Linked DNA regions of Sus scrofa: region 1 is linked to region 2. The links are chromatin contacts, called in public Hi-C maps. All regions are on one chromosome and are shown on one strand. Each heading gives the region's core, a stretch centred on a gene start, on an enhancer-like site or on the middle of the called end of the contact. The rest is flanking DNA. Distances are from core to core; before and after follow the strand shown. Region 1 overlaps COL5A1 (collagen, type V, alpha 1). Region 2 holds the start of LOC110256538 (a long non-coding RNA gene).

The links. Hi-C and Micro-C count contacts between places; a contact is called where the count stands out from the background.
Region 1: a contact with region 2 is called in a Hi-C map of omental adipose tissue, with 2.4 times the contacts expected there. The contact joins two enhancer-like sites. A contact is called at or near these places in 9 of 47 Hi-C or Micro-C datasets (alveolar macrophages, brain, embryonic fibroblasts and 6 more) and 2 of 2 datasets of contacts at active chromatin or transcription factors (alveolar macrophages and skeletal muscle).

The regions. Positions count from the first base shown.
Region 1 is chr1:274,000,127-274,006,201 of Sscrofa11.1, reverse strand. It overlaps COL5A1 (collagen, type V, alpha 1), which reads right to left. Exons shown (of 69, transcript NM_001014971.1): 8 at 5,273-5,440; 9 at 5,094-5,150; 10 at 968-1,009; 11 at 699-761. Among named protein-coding and RNA genes, the nearest start is that of COL5A1, 69 kb to the right of the region's middle. Within about 2 kb of position 2,896, at least 18 of the 83 cell types and tissues checked have an H3K27ac peak or open chromatin away from gene starts, as enhancers often do. A contact at or near this core is called in omental adipose tissue, where this site is marked.
Region 2 is chr1:273,581,382-273,587,832 of Sscrofa11.1, reverse strand. It overlaps LOC110256538 (a long non-coding RNA gene), which reads right to left and starts at 6,395. Exons shown (of 2, transcript XR_002338167.1): 1 at 6,313-6,395; 2 at 5,006-5,587. Within about 2 kb of position 3,527, at least 16 of the 83 cell types and tissues checked have an H3K27ac peak or open chromatin away from gene starts, as enhancers often do. A contact at or near this core is called in omental adipose tissue, where this site is marked.

The DNA of each region.
Region 1 (6,075 bases), core at 1,647-4,146, 420 kb before region 2:
GGCAGCCCCCGGCCCCCACCCAGGATGTGTCCCTGTGACTGAGGTGACCCTAGGAGGATCCCTCTCACCAGGGTGAGCTCAGAATGACCCCTTTCACCAAGGGGACCTCCAGAGGCGTTCCTTGAACAAGGGCAAGCCTGGGATGGTTGCTGTAACCAGAGAGACCTCAGAATTGTCCCTTAACCTGGGGACCTCAGCATGCACCCCTGTGACCAGGGTGAGCCCAGGATGGTCTTTGACTCCTGTGTCTATGGCTTGATTTCCAACACGGACGCTGGCGCAAGGGGGACTGAAGACCAACCAAGGTCTCCTATCAAGGGTGGGCCACGGTGGACCCCACGTGATGCCCAGGCAGCACCCGAGCTCTCTGGCCACTGCAGCCGTTGCTACTGCTGCCCTAATGCAGGGCCGCAGGGCCACCAAGCTGCACTGACCCCCGGCCTCCGGGGGCTCACGGCCCGGCTGAGTCTCACTCTCGCAGGAGCCCACTGCCCCGGCTCAGGGCCAAGAGTGGACCCCTAACTATCTAAAGAGGACGGACGCAGTAGGGGGTGGCCTGAGATGTGACGAGACTGGGGCAATGTGGGGAAGGTCGTCAGTGTGTCGCCATCACCCACACACAAGGACACGGCCAGTCCCCGGCAGGGAGGGGCCCGGACACCCGCGGAGCCCTGATCCCAGGGGCCCGGCCATCTTACCCTTTCTCCAGGGTCGCCCACTTGGCCAGTGGGACCCATCGTTCCTGGAGGTCCCGGGAGACCCTAGAATTAAAAACAAAATGAGGCAGAGGTCAAAGATGCAGCCACGGGGCAGTTCCCACCTGGCGGGGGTTCCCGCTTCCTGCGTGGTGCGGGGGTGACAAGCCGCCAGGGGCGTCTGCTCCTCTTTTCCATCCACGAGCATTAAAGGGCCTCCCTCCAGCCTGAGCACCTCCCCCAAGTCCTGGGAGATACACCCCGACACTCACCGCGGGGCCTTCTGGGCCGGGCGGCCCCTCCAAAAGCATGCCCTGGAAGAGACGGGAGAGCGTCTGAGATCCCAGGGTCCTTCCTCATCCAGAGACCCCGCGTGGGCCAGGCCCAGGGACGCCTCCAGGCTGGACGGACCAGAGGACCGGAGATCGGGCCTCTGGGGCAGCGCCCTCCGCCTGGCAGGGGTCCTGAGCAGTCTCTGTAACGGGGGCTGTGGTGCGGCCACGGCGACTCCCCCGAGCGTTTCCAGGGCAGCAAGAAGCCCACAGCAAACCAAGAGGCTTCCCTCGGAGCAGCTTCCAGAGGACAGGGAGGGCCAGGACCCCCGGTGCCACTCGGGTCCGCCTGCCCTCCGCGGGGCAAGGCCTAGGCAGGCCCTGGTGATTGCCACTGAGGGAGCCGTGGGCCCCAGGATGAGGGGCCAGAGAGGGTGGGGGGACGGCTGCGGGTGGATTGCCGGGGGACAAGAGGAGAGGGGCCCCACGGGCTGAGAGCCCCACCTGGAGAGGCTTCAGGCCCGGGGAACCTCAGGCCTGGGGAACCTTCAGGCCCAATTCCTGAGACTGCCCCTCCCCCTCCAGGCAGGCCACGCCTCACCCGCCGCCCACCCAGCAGCCCCAGAGCAAGTGGGAAAACTGCCAAATCCACTGGACCCTCGGCCATGCTCCCCTCCCAGGCCCTTCCCGGGCTGGGACGAGGTCCCCCAGACCTGACCATTGCCCCCCAAATAGGGACAAGGCCCCCCGCCCCATCAGCCTCCGTCCCTGCGTGGGTCTCCTCTCTGCTGTGAGGTCAATGCCAACGTCAGGCAGGCCCCGGCATCCCGGGTGTTCTGTGCCCACTCGGGGGTATGAGGGGCTGCACGGCCCCACGGGGGTCTGCAGGCTGAGAGTGGGGGGTGGAGGGCGCTGGAGGACAGGCGCGGGGCGGGCTTCAGCCACACGTGGGGCCACTGGGCACAGTGACACCTCCCTCCCCGCAATGTCCTGCGCTGCTGGGACCCCTCGGGCCTGCAGCCGGCCTCCCCCCGCTGCCCCGGAACAAGGCCAGGGCAGGGGCCGATCAAGGCCGGGTTTTTCTTCGAAGCGGAAACCAGGAACCGCTTCCTGGGGCACGAGGTCAGCACAGGGGGCGGCCAGCCGGCCGGGGGGACAGCGGGTCCCAGGGCTGCCGCGTCCCTCCCGCCCCTGCCGGGGCTGCCCAGCGGCAGGGAGGAGCACCCTGTGTTTACACAGATGTGCGCTCGGAGAAATGTTTGCAGGCGCGTTGCACACAGACAGCTCATCCCACAGCCTCCCACGACAGCTTCCCTGTTTCCTTCTCCACGCAGGCAGCTGAGGGGGCTCGGGGCCGAGCGGGGATGAGGACAGGAGCCCAGGCCCTGCGGGCTGCAGGACACCGCAGCTGTTTCCGGGACATGCCAAGGGCCATCGTCGGGGAGCCGGGGCCTCAGTGGGCTCGCGTGGGAGGACCGCCCTGGGCCGGCTGGGGGAAGGCTGCGGGGCCACCGGGCAAACGAGCAGGTTGAGGCCACCACCCCACCGAGGACCGGTCCTGTGACACGGGAGCCACGCCCTCCTGCTCCAGCCCTGCTCCCCCTCCCTGACCGGGGTGTCAGGCCTCCGCCTTTGGCCGAGCTCGAAACAGCTCTTAACGGTGGATGTCTATGCACCTCCCTCATGATGAAACCCTGAACGTGGAGACTGCTGGTCCCCGAGGGCCTGGGGCAGCCGGATCCGATGAGCCCGAATCCGCTCAGCTGAGGGGTTCCTGTCCTTTCAAGGAGCCCCCGAGGCTGCCGAGCCGCTACAGAGGGAGGGTACCGGATCTGAGTGGGAAAGAGCCCCCACCCCTGGGGTGGGCGGAGACAAGGAGCCGGTTTCAGTGAGTGACACACCCGAGGGCGAGTGGCTGCGCAGGTGGGAGGGGAAACAGCCCCCCCCCCCCTCCACGGGCCTGGACACCGGCCGCAGCCGTGAGACCCCGTCGGCCACCTCCCAGGACGCGGCCATCTGTTGATGAGGAACTAAGACTTTGAGGACAGCTGGCGACACTCCAGGTTGAGAAATTCCAAGTGTTTACACCATCTCCCCAGGGGGACCAGCCTCGGCCCCGCAGACGCTCCGAGCAGGCTGGGGGCTGGGCGGGAGCAAACGCCAGGACCCGAGGGGGCGGGCAGCGTCCCTAACCACATCCAGATGGCTGGCTTTTCCCCCAGCGAAGACGGAGTGGATTCTAGGGACACGCTGTTTGCATTGGACGGCCTGGGCGTGTTCAGCCCTCACCAGCGGTGCCTGGTGCAGCCGGGCAGCTGGACTCCCTGGGTGCCGCCTCCACCCCCAGCCCCGACCTGGGGTGTCCAGCTGCCATGAGTTTTGCACAGGGTCAGCCCAGACTGGGGGACGTGTGAATGGGAAGCTCAGCCAGACCTAGGTGCTGCCAGGCCTCCCAGAGCTGGGACCCAACCCGGGACCCCACAGAGCCCGGCTCCTGTCTGCCTGGGGCTCCCACTCCTCCTGGACGAGAGGCCCCTTTCACTGTGGCCACGGGGACGCTACGGAGGACACCCAAGTCCACGGCCAGGTCAAGGCCATCTGGGTCGTGCTCCACGCACGGCTGGACCACGGAAGCCACAGCAGGGGTGGCCCACCTCCTGGCATACCCCCAGCCCTGCAAGACGGGAGGGGGTCCTGGGCAGCCCGTCCCTTAGGGGAGGCTCCAACCAGCGCTGGCTGCCTGCCCCTCCCTGGGGTGGCCTTTCTCCCTGCACCTGCACTTGTCAGGATTTTTCATGTCGCTGAGCAAGGGGCCCCCTGGTACCCATGCCCGCCTCCCTTTGGCACCTCTGTCCCTTCCCCAAACCCCATCCTTCAGCCTCAGACAGGCCCTGCATCCCGTGGACCTTCAGGGAGCAGGGAAAGGGGATGTTCTCATCCGAGCAAAAGACGCGTGTGCCCAGTGACCGCAGCCCAGGAGAAAAAGATGAGCCACAGCCCTGAGACAGGCCAGGGGAGTGGGGGGCCGAGCAGGACGGTCATCTAGTCACCCCCCATCTTGTCTGCCATGGCCACGGGCTCTAAGGGAGATAAGGTTCCAAAGAAACCTTCCCAGCCCACTGGAGGGGTGGGGGCCCCTCCATCCCGCCTCCTGGGGGCCCACGATCAGAAGACCCTGGAGCCGCCACGTCACATTCTGGCTCAGCCACTGGGAACCGAGTGCTGGCAGTGGAAGCCGGGGCCCAGCCCAGCCTCGTGACCGGTCGAGGGGCAGGACACTGGCCTCCTCCCTCCGGCTCTTAGAGGACGTGGCAGGGGCGGACCTTGGCAGCCGGCCTCCCCACTCTGGTGTCCAGGGCCGCTTCCCAGCCCACAGCCGTGCCCACCACGAGCAGTCCCAGGGGGCCCGCTCCAGGCGATTAATCGCCTGGCACCTCGCCCACCCCAGTTAGGGCCCTGACCTGGGCAGCCCTCGGGCCACGGGGTGGGCCCTGGAGGGCCCAGCGGGAGCAGCTCCCTGCAGGCAGGGGACGTGCCGACACAGAGGAGGGCCCCGCCAACACCCACGAACCCACTCCTTGCACACGGGACCTCTTGGCTGTGGTCCCAGCGGTCGGAGTCATCAAGGGTCACTAACTTGCCCGTGGCCCATCACCTGGCTCAGTGAAGTGCCGCTCAAGCGCCGTTTGAGCTGACAAGCAGGTTTCCGTTCCCCGTCCGCAGCAGCAACACGGCTGCAGAGCCAGCGCGGAGAGGCGGGTCCGACTACGGCTCTTGCCTCAGACCCGCAGCTCCGGGTCCACGTTCAGCCGGCGGACCCTCCACCCTCCAGGGCCCTGCCTCCCAGAAGCTGAGTCTCTTTTCATCGAGAAGAAATGCATGCACGGTGACGTGCCCAGCTCTTAGGTGGACACGGCACAGGGTCCTGACCCACAGGAACCCGGGCTGCCCAGCCGAGGTCCAGAGCCCTCCCCCTGCTGGGGGGCTTCAGCAGCAGCAGGCGCGTCCTTGCGGTGGCCCTGGGCAGAAAGGGGTCCAGCATCTGGCCATGTCCTGCCCAACCCGCCACGTGCCCCGAGCTGCGACCCCCACCCCCCCGGCCGGTTAAGATAAGAAAGCGCCTTACGGGTTCGATGATGGCGGGCTCTCCTTTTTGTCCTTTCTCGCCCCGCGGTCCTCCCATCTGGAGTTTGAAAGACGTGGCGAGGAGAGGGAGAGAAGGAAGAAGGCGGCAGTTACCCCACGGCCACAGCACCCCAGGGGCCCCGCCCGAGGGCCCGGGAAGGTGCCCTCCGAGGCGCTCACCCCTTCGTAGATGGTGTCCTGGTTGGCGGGCATCCCGGGCCCGATCTCCGACGGGGCGATGGTGGGGTCATAGTACGGGTCGTAGTAGCTCTCGTCCGGGTTCTTGATGGTCTCTTCCGTGAACTCCGTGTCCAAGTCGTCCAGCCCTTCCTCCGGAGGCGGAGCCGGCTGAGGGGGAGGCCGGCAGGCATCAGCGCCAGGTAACGGGGCGGCACAGGCCCCCAGCCCGGGGACTCCCAGGTCACAGGACACGGGGAGCCTGGAGGGGCCCTTGCTGGGGGGCACCTTCCACCTTCTCGTGACAGGGAAACCCACCCCCAAACCCCAAGATGCCTTGGCAAACCAGGGCTGCTGGGGGTGGCCATGCCGTGCCAGGCTGCCCCAGGCTCTTGGGGAAGTCGGGGCCTCCAGGGGCTCCCCCCTAAGCTCGGGGTCTCAGGACAACATGCCCCTAACCCGATGCCCGCTGGCAGAGAGATCCAAGGCCGTGAGAAGCCCTGCGTCTGCTCTGGGGCCACAAGGAATTCAGCATCAGCCATTTGCAAGGCTTCGCTATGTGCCACGGGCTCTGCTCAACTCTCTAATCTGGAGACCTGGCCATGACCCCAAGAGGCAGGCATGTCCCTCGTGTAAAGGGGGAGTCACGGATGTCCAGGGAGATGCCAAGTCAGGGCCGCCTGACGAGAAAGCCCACGGCTGTGCCCAGCACCCCTCGGCCTCGTGTGCCAGCTGCCCGCCCAGAGCCCCAGCCGTGTGCCCATCCAGCCTGCCCTCTCCCAGGCCACAGTGAGGACACCGCGAAT
Region 2 (6,451 bases), core at 2,278-4,777:
CTCACTGCCAGCCCCCTGCCAGGCCCGAAGCTCCAAGAGGGTGGCCGTGGGCCTTTGGGGATGTCTTCTTGCCGGGGCCAGGGCCGGGGCAGGCAGGACACACAGTAGGACTTCAGGAAGCCCTGGTGCCCGGAATGAGGGCCTCCACAGCCGCTGCTGGGCGGAGTCCCCCATGTCTCCCAGCAGCCTGGCGAGCTGAGCACCGCTTCCGGCTCATCCACAGTGGAGAAGAAAGGCAGGGAGCGGACGGCCTCGGCCCCGGGCCCTGAGGCTCCTCCAGAGTGGGGCCAGGTGTCCAGGCACCGTGGGGTGGCCCCAGCACGATGCCCACCTTGCCGGCCTGCCCAGGGAGGAGGCGCACAGGCAGGAGAAACCAGGCAACCTTCTCACCACCCAGAGCCCGTGCCTCCACCGCCTCCACAGGGCAGCGCTTCTCAAGCCTGGGGTCTGAGGAGCCCCGGGTCCCTGGGGTGCTGTCGGCGCTGCTCCACAGTGACGGGAAGGGCTGGGGAGCAGAACTCTTTCTCTTGGGACTTCGCAGAGCCTTGAGGCTCCACTCTGGCCCTTGGAGGGAACCGTAGGCGGAACTTCCCCAAGTGTCCGGCCATGAGGGGTTTGGCTCTTGGCAGAAGTCTGGTTCCCCGCTAGAGACCGGGCGGCCTGGGCTTTACACCTCCCTGGAGCGGCCTCAAATCCCTCTCCATTCCCTTCTGGCCGGGGTCCTCTCTGAACCTCAGATTCCTCCCCTGTCCCTCGAGAAAGCCACCCCCAGGTCCCCGCGGCAGGAGTCCTGGGTGGAGCACCTGGTTGCAACCTGCCCTCGGAGGCTGGGGCAGCTTTTCGGCCCTACTGGGAGAGGGGCCGAGAGCCCGGGCCGCCCACCCCCTCCCCGGGCAGCCTGTCGGGCAGCGTTTTCTAAACCAGACTCTTCCCCGCCTCGCGTGGAAGGAGGCGTTTCGATGCCCCACGTGGAGGCTCTGTGACTGTTCCATCACCTTGAGTCCCTACCACCCCTGCCAAACTGGACCCATCAGGACCAAGAACCAGGAGGGCTGCACTCCCTCCCCGGACCGGGCTCAGGACCCCGACACGCTGTTCCAGGGCTGCGTGGGCCGGCTGAGGGGCAGGGCGACCGTCCTTTCCACGGTGCTGGAAGCGCTTGCTTTGTCCTCTGGCAGGAGTGTTTTCCGGATTCCAACCGGAAGGATGAGAGCCCACGACCCAGGGGTCACAGCCCGGCAGCCGTTCGGGAGGAGCCCAGATGCCCAGCCAGGGGCCATGGGGGTGGACGCCACGCAGGCAGGCTGGGCTGGGACGGGGGCTGCAGGGCTGACCGTGGCCCTGTGAGGAGCCGGGGGCCGAGCACCCAGCACAGGGGCCCAGACAAGGTGCGAGGCAGTGACTGGTTTAAACAGGCATCTCACACTCCTGCAACCCAGGCCTGGGCGGGCACAGGGACAGGCATTTATGGCCCCATCCCGTCCTCCCTGTCTCTCCAGCCACGGGCAGGACGCCTGGAAGGTGGACGCCCTCCCTCTTCTGTCCACAATCGGCTGCAGGAGCGAGGCTGCCTCTGGAGTCTGTGAGCAGAGCCAGGCAGCCGAGCGGCCCAAGAAACTTCTGGAGTGGAGGTGGGCCGGCTGCTAGGAACCTTAAATATGGCATCTAAGTTTCAGGATGAAAATAAAGAGCCATGAGGGGCGAGCAGCAAGTCTAGCCTGTCAGCAAAGGGACAGAGCGTTGAGTTGATGTATGCAATCCTGGCCACGGAGAGGCAGGACAAGGAAGAGCAAGAACCTAAGAGAGAGACGGAGGAAGCCCTGTGTCTGCATCCCGCCTGGTCCCCCAGCCCTGAGGCTGCCCCCCGCCCAACCGGCCCCAAGGGCCTCGGGATGCTTGCAGGGAGCTGGTCTCGGGATATTTTTATCCCAGAGGAAGGGCAGCCCCGCGCTTGGTCCACGAGGCGCTTCCTGTCCACTGGGGCCATGGGGGCCAGGACCGAACCAAAGCACCCTGGAGGCCGGCCGGCCGGTCACGCAAGAAAGACCTCCGGCCAAACGGCAACCCTGGGAACGTGCGGTCCCCTCCTGCCTCCGCACGTCCGGGGGTCAGCGGTCACCTTATTAATAGCAACCCCTGAGGAGAGGCCTCACCCCTGGAGCGTCAGCGCCCTCCCCGCAGGCTTGGCCGAGCGGCCTGAGGGTGTCCCCCGGAGCAACGGCACAGGGGACATTGCCACCCTGCCCGAAGGCTCCGCAGACACTGCAGAGGAAAAAGCAGGTCTCAGAGAGCACATTTTTCCAGCTGTCCCTTCCCCACCATCAACGTTTCATAGCCAATGAAACAGCACCAAGTCTGTACCTGGGCAGAGCAACAGGCCCCATCCTCGGAAACACCGGAGGAGGCGGGCGGGGTCACCTGGGCCCATTAATGCACAGAGAAAAGTCTGGAAAGTGAGGCACCCTCTCCAGACCCGGTCCACCCTCCCCTGAAAGCAAACCTCTAGACAGAGTCCTCTGGTGCCAGGAAGAATTGTGAGAGATGCTGAAACGGAAGGAAAAAGGAAAAAAGAAAAAGAAAAAAAAAAGACTGCTGATCCTGCCCAGGGCGCTGGTGCCTCGAGGTCATCTCAAAGCTGTCTTACCATGGGAAACGGGCAAAAATGCAAAAAATGTGCCCACGGAAATGGCTGGTTGGTAAGAGGAGGGTTATTTTGCTCCTGTGTGGGTTTTGTGTTTTTCGTTTTTTGTTTTTGTCTTTTTAGGGCTGCACCTGCAGCACAGGGAGGTTCCCAGGCAAGGGGTCGAATCAGAGCTGCAGCTGCTGGCCTGCACCACAGCCCCAGCAACACGGGATCCAACCTTGTCTGTGACCTACACAGCTCACGGCAACACAGGATCCTCAACCCGCTGAGCGAGACCAGGGATCGAACCCGCGTCCTCACAGATACGAGTTGGGTTCGTTTCTGCTGAGCCATGACAGGAACTCCTCCTGTGTGGTTTTAAATGCACATGCATAGAATAGGTGTTCTGTAATGAGAAAAGATGGACTTTTGAAAGAACCAGCACTAGAAAGTGTCCAGGCTACACCTCGATAGAGATTTTCGGCGCCGGGCACCTGTCAGGCACCCCACAGGTCCGATGCTTCCCCACGCAGCCCGCAGCACCTCTGAGTCTCCTGTGCCATCGGGGCCCAGGAGCCTGGGCTCCAGACCCCACTGTGTGTGCTGCTCTGGGGGCACCCCGTTCAGGCATCCTGGAAACGCCCGGAGCCCCGGTTTCTCCACGTGGAAAATGGGACCTTGAAGCCACCCCCACAGAGCCCTCCCTGCGAGCGGTGCCCTGAGCCCCAGCCCCAGCGGGGAGGAACCTGGGCTCATTCCCAAGGCCGCAGAGAGCCAGACTGAGCGAGGAAGGCCGGCTGTGCGTGCGGGGCTGAGCTGAGCTTTAGAGGGGAGGTGCGGGCCCTTCCCCAGCGGCTCCATCAGCAGCTCATCAGCAGCCGGGGGACCCTGAGAGGTGCAAGCCCGCCCCCTGGTGGAGGACAGGGCCCAGTTCCCCACCCACCAAGGGCTGCCTGGCAGCACAGGACGCCCAAGCCTGGGGCGCCCCTCTTCGAGGAGAGCAAAGACAAGCAAGGGGCAGGAACCCACAGCCCGGAGGGCGACCCATAGGCCATGCCAAGGCCAGCGGAACAAGAGCCTGTGGCCAGGGACATCTCAGGTGGCCGATTCCAAAGGCCCCCGTGTGGTGCGATGGCTCTTAGCCGTGGCCTAAGGCTGACCCCCTGAGACCCAGCGGCCACTGTGGAAGTCTCGTGACAGCCCCTGGAGGTTCCAGGGTCACCAAGGCCTTCCGTTCCAAAAGGCAACAAGTCCTCGGGGCTTGTCGCCGTTCCTGGGAATGTCACAGCTTCCGCCTCCCAGCCGAAACTGGAAAGGCCTTGGGGGCCAGCCAGGCAGCAGGCAGAGGCCTGTGCGCTGAAGGTAAGCGGGGCAGGGGCCAGGCTCCCGCACAGCCGCCACCATCCCCACTCATGTACCCCCAGGCCCTGCCAGTGAGCTGTGTCCTCATACAAGCCCTGCATCCGGATTTGGCTCTTGTGGCCCGACACCCCTCGCTCGGCAGGATGGGGCTGGGGTTGGGAAGAGCGTTTCCATGGAGCCCCCACCTCTGGCTCTGCCCTTCCCTGCAGGGGCCAAGAACCCCAAGCGGTAACAGCTGATGGAGCCAGGCCTGCCCCACAGACGGCTTCCTGGGACAGGGAGACGGCCATGCTGGGGGCCCAAACCGGCCTCAGACACCCTCCTGATGCCAGCATCTCTCCCCATCAGGTGCCAACTTCCCCAGAGGAAAAATCAAGCTCTCCAAAGCCACCTGTGCCTGCAGATAAGCGCACTGACTATTATTAAGGAAGATTATTCTGCTCCGAGCAATCGGATCACCGCCCGAAGTCACCCACACGGCGCTTGCTGGGTGCTTCCCGGGGCCAAAGCAGACCGAGGGACTGCTGGACGGGAGTGGGCCTGGGTTTGCGGAACCAACAAAGCTGTGCCCAGGGGGTGCCCCGGTGTGGCCAAGGACAGGGCCCTTCTGCCTCCTCTTCCTCTGCTTCCTTCCCTCCCCTGGGCCCTCCCTTCTCCCTCCCGCAGGGAGGAACCTGCACCCCACCCAGGAGCCAAGACGGATGACGAAAGGACTAAAGGACTTGCCCCCGGCCCCCAGGCCTCATTTTCCACAAACTCCACGGCCCCCCAGCAGGCTTTTCTTTAAAAAGGGGTTGGGGAAAGACTCCTCGGCTTTGTTCAACACTGAAACTGTTTGCTAAACAAGCCCACTCCCTTTTTGCCCACAAGGGGACCCCGGAGGACGCTTTGGCAGGTGCTGCTTCCTGGGCAGAAGGCGGGAGTCCTCTTCCCCATTCCCGGGGTTGCCAAATTCAGCAAACGGAAATCCAGGACAGTCTGGGAGAAATGACGAATGTGTCTCAGAATAAGCACATCCCATAAAATACTTGAGACATTTACTGTACCGGAGCTCTTCATTTATCTGGGGTTCCAATTTGTCTGCTGCCTCCCGGGTCCTTGCGCCTGGTCCTGTCAACCCTGGGGAGACATGGTAGCTGCACCCCCCGCCCCCAAGGCAGCCTGCCCCTCATCCTGCAAATCCTTCCCACACCCGTGTCCTACGGCCAAGCCCCCTGGGAGAGGTAGAGTCAGCCGCTCTCCACCCACAGCAAAGACAGGATGTCCAGACAGCGCGGCCACAAGGCTTCATGAGTGCGGATCCCTAGGCCTGACTACAGACCCCAGATGCAGACTCCACCCAGGAATCTGCATGTTGACACCAGATGGTCTGAAGTCACCCTGAAGCTTGAGAGGCCTCATCCGGGGCTCCTGAGAAGCCAGCTGCCCCTTTGCTTCAAGCCGGTGGGGCCAGGAGTTTGCAGACTCAAGAGACAAGTCCCACCTGGCCTAGCGACGATCAGGAGGTGACATCAGGGCCCCCCACACTATTTGAACGGAGTTCCCCACGCACCCAGAGGGTCCCAGGTGGTCCAAGGCAGGGCGGTTGTGCAGAAGCGCCGGCTGTGGAGCAGAACCATCCAGCATAAGCAGACCCTTGACCCTCACCCCACAGCCCGGCTCTAACCCCTTTGCTGCCCCATCGGAGGTGTGGTGTCCACACAACCACTTTGGCCTGTGTCTTCAGCTATCAAGTAGGTTGTGACGGCCCTTCCACGAGGGGATGCGAGTGTAATGGCAGGGCCTTAGTGCAGGGCCAGCAGGGCCTTGACACACACTGAGCGTGCCAGGCAGGGGGCAAGGGCAGGGCCCGTAGGAGCTGGTCCCTAGGGAGGAGTCCCAGCCGGGAAGGTCTGGGGCTACGGAGACTCGGCCACTGGGACGGCCTACGCAGGTGGACAGGGCAGTGACTGAGACAGGCAGATGCCCTTGGAGCTGCCCGCTGTCCTGAGAGGCTCTAGGGCGACACCTAGGCCTCACGCTTCACCCAGTCCCAGGTGGCTGCCTGCCTGTCTCCTGTTCAGGCCCGTGGCTCTTCTCTGCCACGATGCTCTGCAAAGTGAGCAGAGCTCTTCCATGGGCACCAGGCTAGCCCTTCACCTGTAACTAAAGGGCTGAACTGAAAATTCGCAAAGGAGGTCTGGAGAGCGGACCCCACTGGCCTCCCACAAGCCGTGTCCACCCCTGCCCGCTCAGCGTCCCTTGGCTGGACCCGCCGGCCACCTGTTGGGTCCACTGTCCTTCTGTGCTGTTCACGCACAGAACAAGACCCACATATATGCACACACCCCTTTTCGCGCCCGCGTGGTCTCTCCGAGGGCCGCCCCTGCCCGCAAGCGGCCCCGCGCACAAGAGCATCCCGCTCGGGGACGACGCGCCCGCAGCCGTGGGGACCGCCGCGTCATCGCCTCGGGCTGCGCCGCATGG